Linked DNA regions of Pan troglodytes: all the other regions are linked to region 2. A link is a contact called in public HiChIP or PLAC-seq data. All regions are on one chromosome and are shown on one strand. Each heading gives the region's core, a stretch centred on a gene start, on an enhancer-like site or on the middle of the called end of the contact. The rest is flanking DNA. Distances are from core to core; before and after follow the strand shown.

The links. HiChIP or PLAC-seq counts read pairs in DNA pulled down with a chosen protein or histone mark.
Region 1: a contact with region 2 is called in an H3K4me3 HiChIP or PLAC-seq map of stem cell-derived excitatory neurons, with 2.8 times the contacts expected there. The contact joins the promoter of RPSA here to the promoter of GORASP1 in region 2. A contact is called at or near these places in 1 of 7 Hi-C or Micro-C datasets (stem cell-derived neural progenitor cells) and 1 of 1 datasets of contacts at active chromatin or transcription factors (stem cell-derived excitatory neurons).
Region 3: an H3K4me3 HiChIP or PLAC-seq map of stem cell-derived excitatory neurons shows a contact between it and region 2, with 5 times the contacts expected there. The contact joins the promoter of SLC25A38 here to the promoter of GORASP1 in region 2.

What each region holds. Positions count from the first base shown.
Region 1 is chr2:43,423,013-43,425,712 of NHGRI_mPanTro3-v2.0_pri, reverse strand. It overlaps RPSA (ribosomal protein SA), which reads right to left and starts at 1,446. Exons shown (of 7, transcript XM_024355416.3): 1 at 1,364-1,446; 2 at 318-483. The coding sequence starts at 450.
Region 2 is chr2:43,114,640-43,117,339 of NHGRI_mPanTro3-v2.0_pri, reverse strand. It overlaps GORASP1 (golgi reassembly stacking protein 1), which reads left to right and starts at 1,265. Exons shown (of 6, transcript XM_063805598.1): 1 at 1,265-1,436. The coding sequence starts at 1,374. It overlaps TTC21A (tetratricopeptide repeat domain 21A), which reads right to left and starts at 1,375. Exons shown (of 26, transcript XM_054681710.1): 1 at 1,052-1,375. The coding sequence starts at 1,375.
Region 3 is chr2:43,399,296-43,401,995 of NHGRI_mPanTro3-v2.0_pri, reverse strand. It overlaps SLC25A38 (solute carrier family 25 member 38), which reads right to left and starts at 1,315. Exons shown (of 7, transcript XM_516380.9): 1 at 762-1,315. The coding sequence starts at 830. It also overlaps a transcript of CX3CR1 not described here.

The DNA.
Region 1 (2,700 bases), core at 197-2,696, 310 kb before region 2:
ATTCAGTTCAATAGCCTGTGTAAGTACCTATGAAGTTGAAGGCACTATGCGAGCTATTAGAAACTCAGCCAATGAACTTTCTCATGTTCATGACCCAACCCAAGTCCCGTAACTCAGACAACTGACATATTCCTCCCCTGGAGCAGAAATCTTTTCTCCCAATAACAAGAACATTTATTTAAAGTATGTTTTCAACGTAGGGGTCTGGCTTCATTTAAGGAAGATAGAAAGAAATTACCCAGAACTAACCACGAGAATAGCAAGCTCAAAATTTGTACTTACAGCTGGAGTAACAAAAAATTAAAGCAATGACTAACCATCACTTTTCCTTTTATAGATGTACTGTTCCATCTGGAAGTCAAGATTGGTGCCACCTAAGTGGGTTCCTGCTGCAAGGAACTTAAGGACATCCTCCTCCTTCATTTGCAGGACATCAAGGGCTCCGGACATTGTGAAAGTTTCCCTTTAAGTTACGACGGGAATCTGAAATAAGAGAGCAATCTATTTCTTTTCATTCCATTGAGTTAAGTAGGGCACACCCTTAAAAGCAACCAAAAACTCCATCTGCTATAGTGTCAGGCATTGAGCTTACAGTGTAGTGAAGGGTAAACAGAAAGTTAACCCATACATGTCGTGTATTACGGAACAGCGCACATCTTACTGAGGAAATAGTGTGGACGGCAGAGTAACCGAGTAATAAAACTACACGAAATTAGCGAATGGAAATTCAACACTTCTCAAGATAGGAATTAAGGAAAAGTTGTGGATGCGCCAAGTTAACAACTAGATATAAAAGAGCAGCCATGTTTGGAATATGCAAACTAAAGGCAAAAAAGGCATGAATTGTTTTCAGACATTTTCAAGCAGATTGTAGGCGGATGCTTTGGAATTACTTCGCTGTGCTGTCACCACTTGTCTGTCTAAAAACCCGAGAACCTTAACTCCTGACCCGCACGGCGCGAACGGGAAAACCCGACCAGCCCGAACGGGAAAACCCGACCAGCCCAAGTAGCTGGTGTAAATCAGCGCCTGGGCCTCGACTCACCGCCGTGTGGGGCTCCGAAGGGATAGCAACACAGGATGTTAGCCCGCTTTCTGCACTCCCGCCCACCCGCGGCCTGGTCCGAACCCCAGCTCGGAGCCTCCGCTGGAGGGCGGCCTCCACCCGCTCCCGGGGCACTCTGGGAACCCGCCGGCCCGAGCCTGGCCACGTGCGGGCCGCAGGCCTAAGGTGGGGCGCGCCGGGCGGGAGACAGATCCAGTCTGACCGGCTTTCATCACTAGTCTTCTCACCCTTCATTTGAGCAGGAAAAGCTCATTTTTCTAGCCCTGGAAGGCGCCAGGGACGCTACACGGAACTCACCCAGAACAACGCCGTATGGACCCCTCTGCAGGTAGCGCGGAAAAGACAGGCGGCAGGAAATGACGTCCTTATGTACTCCGTTGTCAGCCAATGGCAAAGAAAGTCGAGCGGAAGAAGGGCGGAGCCGGAGAAGAACGCTGCCGGGACTGGGCTTTTTCTTCAGGAAGGCGGGCTTGCGCCGCAGGAGCGGGCCACTGGGCTGTATCCGGTAGCGGCATCCTGGTCGGATCTGGGGCGCTTGTGACTTTGGGGTTTCTAGTGCCACAGCGACGCCCTGTGCATAATTCCTGTCCAGAGCGCGGAACTCAAGTTAGTCAGCCAGGCGGGGCGTTCTTACCCAGCCCTTGTACCTGCGAATATGAGCGGCTTTCTAGCCTAAGCTGCCATTTTGTTACCTGAAAAGTAGGAAGGTTTGTTCGACACGACAAATTGTTAGGTAAACAAAAACTTGAAGATTTATTTTATTTTATTTTCCTGGAGAACAGTTTAACAGGACGTAATTCAGATTTAAATGTTCACTTAGGGGAAGTTTTCTCTGAAAAAGTTAAAAAGGACAAGATTGAACAGATGGTATGGATTATATCTATCTTTTTTTTTTTTTTTTTTTTTGGTATGCGTTATATCTATCTCATGCGTTATATCTATCTCATGTATCTATCCATCTATCACCTGGGGGAAGTTTCCCTGAAAAAGTTAAAAAGGACAAGATTGAACAGATGGTATGGATTATATCTATCTATCTTTTTTTTTTTTTTTTTGGTAGAAGAAAAATTTTGCAATATCCATCAGTAGGAGATAAGTTTGCCGGGCGCGGTGGCTTGTGCCTGTAATCCCAGCACTTTGGGAGGCCGAGGTGGGTGGATTGCCTGAGCTCAGAAGTTCAAGACTAGCCTGGGAAACATGGGGAGACCCCCATCTCCACAAAAAATACAAAAATTAACCAATCATGATGGTGCGTGCCTGTAGTCTCAGCTACTCAGGAGGCTGAGGCGGGAGGATAGCTTGAGCCTAGAGGTCAAGGCTGCAGTGAATGTGATTGCACCGCTGCACTCCAGCCTGGGCAATAGAGCGAAATTCTGTCCCCAAAAAACAAACAAAAAAATAGGAGTTAATTGAAGGGGCGCGGTGGCTGTAATCCCAGCACTTTCGGAGGCTGACGCGGGCGGATCCCTTGAGGCCAGGAGTTCAAGAGACCAGCCTGGCCAACATGGCGAAACCCGGTATCTACTAAAAATTCAAAAATTAGCCGGGCATGCCTGTAATCCCAGCTACTGGGGAGGCTGAGGCAGGAGAATTGCTTGAACCCAGGAGGCAGAGGTTGTGGTGAGTGGAGATTG
Region 2 (2,700 bases), core at 16-2,515:
CAGCTCCATGCAGTTTTCCCAGGAAAGAGTTTGGAGGTGTTTGTTTGGGGGATTACCAACAGATTCTGGTTCAACTATGATGGGGAATTCAACCAAGGCTTTGTCTTAGGAAGGGAATAAGGGGGGAAAAATGAGGACAAATAATAAGAAAAATTATACGAATTGTAGTTACAAGTTATTGTGGGCTTCATATCCACTATCCTGTGCATGGTCCTCTCAGTATCTTTCACAGCTAAGGAAGCTTAAGCCCATGGAAACTACAGCTTGACAAAGGGGCTGAGATTTTAAAGTTAAGTTTCACTTCCCCTAAGGTTTGTGGGTGCTAGGTTGGGAGCAGATGTGGTTGGACTGTAAACATCCTCATGGGCCATATGAAAGAGCCCAGACACCATCCTAAGGGTAACAGAAAGCAGAATGGTTTTAAGGCGAGGGATGTTTTCAGATGTACATTTTTGCAACAACCACTCTGGCTGCTTTTGCATGTGGGGGGTGTGTGCCGTGGTGGCAGCAGGGACTACTGATGCTGAAAAGAGCCAGAGCAGAGAAACCAGATGGGAGGGAGGCTGTTGCAGGCTCTCAGAGGGGAGAGATGGTGCTGGTTCTGGGCTAGAAGATAAAAAGATAAAAAGAAAACCCAGGAGACATCAAGGAGCTGGCATTTCTTGTAGACAGGATTAGAAGATGAGTATAGGGAAGAGGTATGAGTTAAGGCTAGGAGATTAAATGGTGAAGCCATCAACTGGGGTGGGAGGCGCAGGCGAGAGTGAGCTGGGTGGAAGAAGAAGGGATGATGACAAGAAGGGATAATGATAGTGATTGGATGAGCTGGTTTGGGGTAGCTCAAGAAACGGGGATGCTAATTTGGGGCTCAGGGTGCGCAGAAGCCACCGGAGAAGACGCCCTTGCCAGGGGGAGTGGGGCAAGAAAAGGCAGGACCGCCTCATATAACTGAGGACAGCGAAGGGTGGCAGGAGAGTAGCAGGGCAGACGGTCTCTGGGTCAGGGGCGGGGAGTCACGAGGGAGCCCTCGGACAGCGCCCGGGCCACGCACCATAAGGGAGGAATCATTGCTGCTCATCTCGGGCCGCTCGCGGCTCCGAGTCCGGGTCTGGTGGGGCGGTGCAGAGCGGGATTCCCGAGGCAGGGTCGTGGGCACTCTATCGCGGCGGGCGGTTGAAGGCGTTACAGTCCTTGGAAACCGAGCTGCTAGCCGGTTGCTAGGAGCGTCAGTGTCTGGAGTGGGAGGAACAAAACGCCTCACGTCACAAGGCGCAGGAATCGAGCGCCGAGAGAGCGAGTCGGCGCTACTGGCGCCGGGTCGGTCCGGGTAGGCGCAGCGGGACTGGACCTGGGTGCCGAGCGGAGCCGCTGCCATGGGCCTGGGCGTCAGCGCTGAGCAGCCCGCAGGCGGCGCCGAGGGCTTCCACCTCCACGGGGTGAGTTGCCGCCGCGGCGCCGGTGACCTTGGCGAGGCGCCCGCAACCCCGCGTCCGGGCGTCCGGTCGCCGGCTGGCTGGCGACTGCGGCGGGGTCCCGGCCCGAGTGTTTCCGCCTGGGTGGCGGGAGGTGCCCCCTGCCCGGTGGGAGCCTCCTGGGAGAGGCGGCCTCGCGGGACTCCCGGACCCTGGCTAGTCCACGGCCGCGGTCGGGCCCAGCGCCCGCCCCAAGTGCCAGCAGTGCCGGAAGCGGAGCGTTTTCCTGGTCCGGCCGCCGGGAATGGCGCTCCTCCCGGGTGAAGAATGCACCACTACCAGTCGGGACGCGCTCGTGCACTTAGCACACATTTACGCTCGCCTGCCGCGGGCCGCTCTCCGTGCTGGGCCTGGGAAGAGAGTCAGCCACGCCGAGGACAGTCCCGGGGGCCGGGGTTAACCGAGTGGACGCAGCTGCGGGGGAGCCCGTCGGCGCGCGTCCTGCCAGTCGTAGGGTCGAAAGGGCTTCCGAGGGTAGAGGACCGGTGCAAACCAGCCACGGGATAGTGGGGAGCGGGAGGGCCGGGAGAGTGCTGCAGAATCCTCGAGGAGAGCGTTTGCAGCTGGGGAGGGTCCCAGCCTTTAGATGCCGCTACATGGAGGTCTGGGCGAGCAGGCTTCCGGAGAGTGGAGACGGAGTGGGGTTCCTAGAACGGAGTGTGCTGTGAGGGTGAGGAGAGGGTCCCGCAGCCGGATGGAGATTTGTGCCTGCGGTGAGGGAAGGGCTATAATGTAGGTGAGAGGGGCTGGGGGTCTCTGACCCCGGAGCGCTGCGGGGAAGAGGCGTCCCTGCACCCCCCTTTCCCTAGTGAAAGGCAGCTGGATGCAGAGATGAGTGGAGACAGGCAAGCTTGTCGGTTTGTGTGTTTTGAAGGTAGGGTCTGTTGCCAGCTAACCACATGAGAGGGCTAAAAGTTTCTTAACGTGAAAACCAGGCTGGCTTGGAGAACCCAGAGTTGACAGGATTTGTGCTTGGGAATGGGCTTTCTTATGGTGAGACACCAAACAGCAAGCGTGGACAGTTGAATGCATCCAGCCAGGAGAGTCTTCCAACAGGTTTGATTAAAGGCAAAGGAACTCAGGATATTGGCAAGAGGAGGGGTGGGGCGATGATGGGAGCTTCGAAGACGGGAGGGGCCTGCCTGATGGAGAGGGACAAATTGGAGAGGGACCAGGGATCAGAGGTTGTCAGTCACAAAAACAAAGTTTTGAGCTCCTACTCTGGCAG
Region 3 (2,700 bases), core at 66-2,565, 280 kb before region 2:
GTCGCCACCGCCGCCGTCTCCGCCTTTAAGGATTAAAAAAAAAAAAAAAGCCGCCCCTACCTCGGGCTCAAGACCTCAGAGGGAGAGCTGCGGCTGCTGCCGTGGCCTCAGGCCTTTAGCGTCTAAAGACTGGTTGCACCCCGACTCCACCTACCAGGCAACCACGCCGCCAGCCCCGCCTCCGCCTCCACCAATAGCGGCCCGGCGGCCCGGGCACGATGACCAATCGAACGCCGGAGGAGGCGTGGCGTCGCCGGGGGACCAAGCGCCGTCCCAACAGGCTGGAACGGTGCCGCCACGACTGGCCCCTCCAGGTAGGCCGCCGCCCGCGGGTGCACAGCGCTACCCGGCCAGCTCGCTGCGGTATCAACGGCTTCTCAGCGTCAGCGCTATTATCAGGCATTGTGACCGTCGCAAATCTGCCCGGGTGCCCTTCCACCTGGCAGCCTACTCGCACCTTGTGGGGGCCGCGCGGGCACACTCCCCGGCACGCGTCCAGTCCAGGCCCCGGCAATTCCGCCCTTTACCGGGACATCGGCCCTACAGCGCCTGCCCCCAGGGCTGGCCTGCAGCTCCTGGCCTCTCCTCACTCCCTGCCCCCTTCTCAATTCCCTTAGTCAGACTCCTCTCCCGCCGCATCCTAAACCCTGAGCGCACCCTGGGGCGCGGAAAAGGGTAGCCGAGCCTTAGCAACGCCCCGAATTCTCCGGCCCGAGCCGGCGGTTCGGACCCCTGCCCTTCCTTCCCCGCAGTGCCCTCACCATAAGCGTTTCCACCGTGTCTCCGACATCTTGGGGTTGCAGCAGCGACGGACGTGAGTTCTGAATCATTGGAGATGAGACCCGCGAGTCCTCTGGGCCCAGGGTGCCGTCGACGGGCGCTTGGGCCCAGCCCTGGAGGCCTTGAAGAAGGCTAGGGGGTGGCGCTAGCCAGGCGACGCGCTTTAAGCCGCGGGCTCTCTGACGTCTGCGCCTATAAGCACGCAGCCGCCGGGGTTCGTATCCTGCTAGTCCAGGGGCTGCGGGCGCGGAACAATCTCGCCGCGGGAATTACGCGCCGCTCTTCACCCGCGCCGCAGATTCCGCGGCTCTGCTCTCCTGCCCATCCTGCCCTGCTGCAGGATTCAGCACCGGAGGAGATGAGGTTCTGTGTATCCCGGGGTGGAGGAAGGGCCGGAGGAACTCTGTAGAAGGGGAGATTTCGCTTCCGGGTGGGACGCTCGTCACGTGAGGGTGTTCTGAGTGCCACCTGGTGAAAACGCCCAGAACTGAAGGATCCGCGCTTCCTTGCACCCAGAACTTAATGGAGCGTCTGCAGGGAACTTTGCTTTTGCGTGGAACGTCTGAACGTATTTACAATCCAGACCTGGTCTGCTCAGTAAGGCAGCCACTAGCCAACGTGGGCTATTGATTTATTAATTGATACATTAATTTTAATTATATTAAAACAAGCAGTGTGGAATGCTTTCTCCTTAAACAGGCGTTTTTTTGTTTTGTTTTTTTTTTCAGGACCATATTTCCCTTTAAATGCTGAAAATTTAGTGTGGAATTGATATGTACTGTATGCATAAACCACACGCTGGATGTCTAAGACTGGTGAGGTAAAATCTCAATAATTTTTATATGTTGAAATGATATTTTGGATATATTGGGTTAGGTGAAATATTAAAATTAACTTCAGGCCGGGGGCAGTGGCCCAGGCCTGTAATCTCAGCACTTTGTGAGGCCTAGTCTGGAGGATTGCTTGAGGGAGCCAAGGAGTTGGAGACCAGCGTGGACGACAAAGCAAGACCCCGTCTCTAAAACAAATAATAATAACTTCATGTGTTTCTTTTTAAATGTGGCTAGTAAAACATTTAAACTTTAACATGTGGCTCCCATTACATTTCTGTAGGACAGCGCTGGTCTAGTTGGTCAAAATTCTGGTTTATTGCTCACCTGGAATCTGTCAATGGCTTTTTTGGTCTCCCAATTTCCCCTTATGCCTGTCTGGCTGATCCATGGAAAAGCATTACTGCTGGGATCCTGACACTCCTGTTGAAAATGCAGTGGCCCTGGTAATAAAGTCCAAGCTTTTCATAGCAACCTTCGCTACTTTCCACCTTCATTCATCACCCAAGAACTAGATCAGAAAGGAAACTGACTTAGGGAGCAAGATAATATTTTTTCAGGCTTCATTCCTGTGCTTCTGAGGTACATAGAACAGGAAAGAAAGTGGTCCCAGAGGTGGTTATTCCCAGAAAGGATTAAGGAAAGTATAAACATTAAAAAAAAAAAAAAAATTACAGGCCGGGTGCGGTGGCTCACACCTGTAATCCCAGCACTTTGGGAGGCCGAGGCGAGCCGATCACGAGGTCAGGAGATCGAGACCATCCTGGCTAACATGGTGAAATCCTGTCTCTGCTAAAAATATAGCCGGGTGTGGTGGCAGGCGCCTGTAGTCCCAGCTACTCGGGAGGCTGAAGCAGGAGAATGGCGTGAACCCAGGAAGTGGAGCTTGCAGTGGGCCGAGATCGTGCCACTGCACTGCAGCCTGGGCGACAGAGCGAGACTCCATCTCAAAAAACAAAACGAAACAAAATTACAAACCTGCCTGGTGATTGAATACTTTGCTACCCTTTGTTCTAAGCTGCAAGGCTTATTTTTCTTTGTGCAGTAGTGATGTTGATAACTATGCACTGAAACTTCTTTTTAAAGGAAG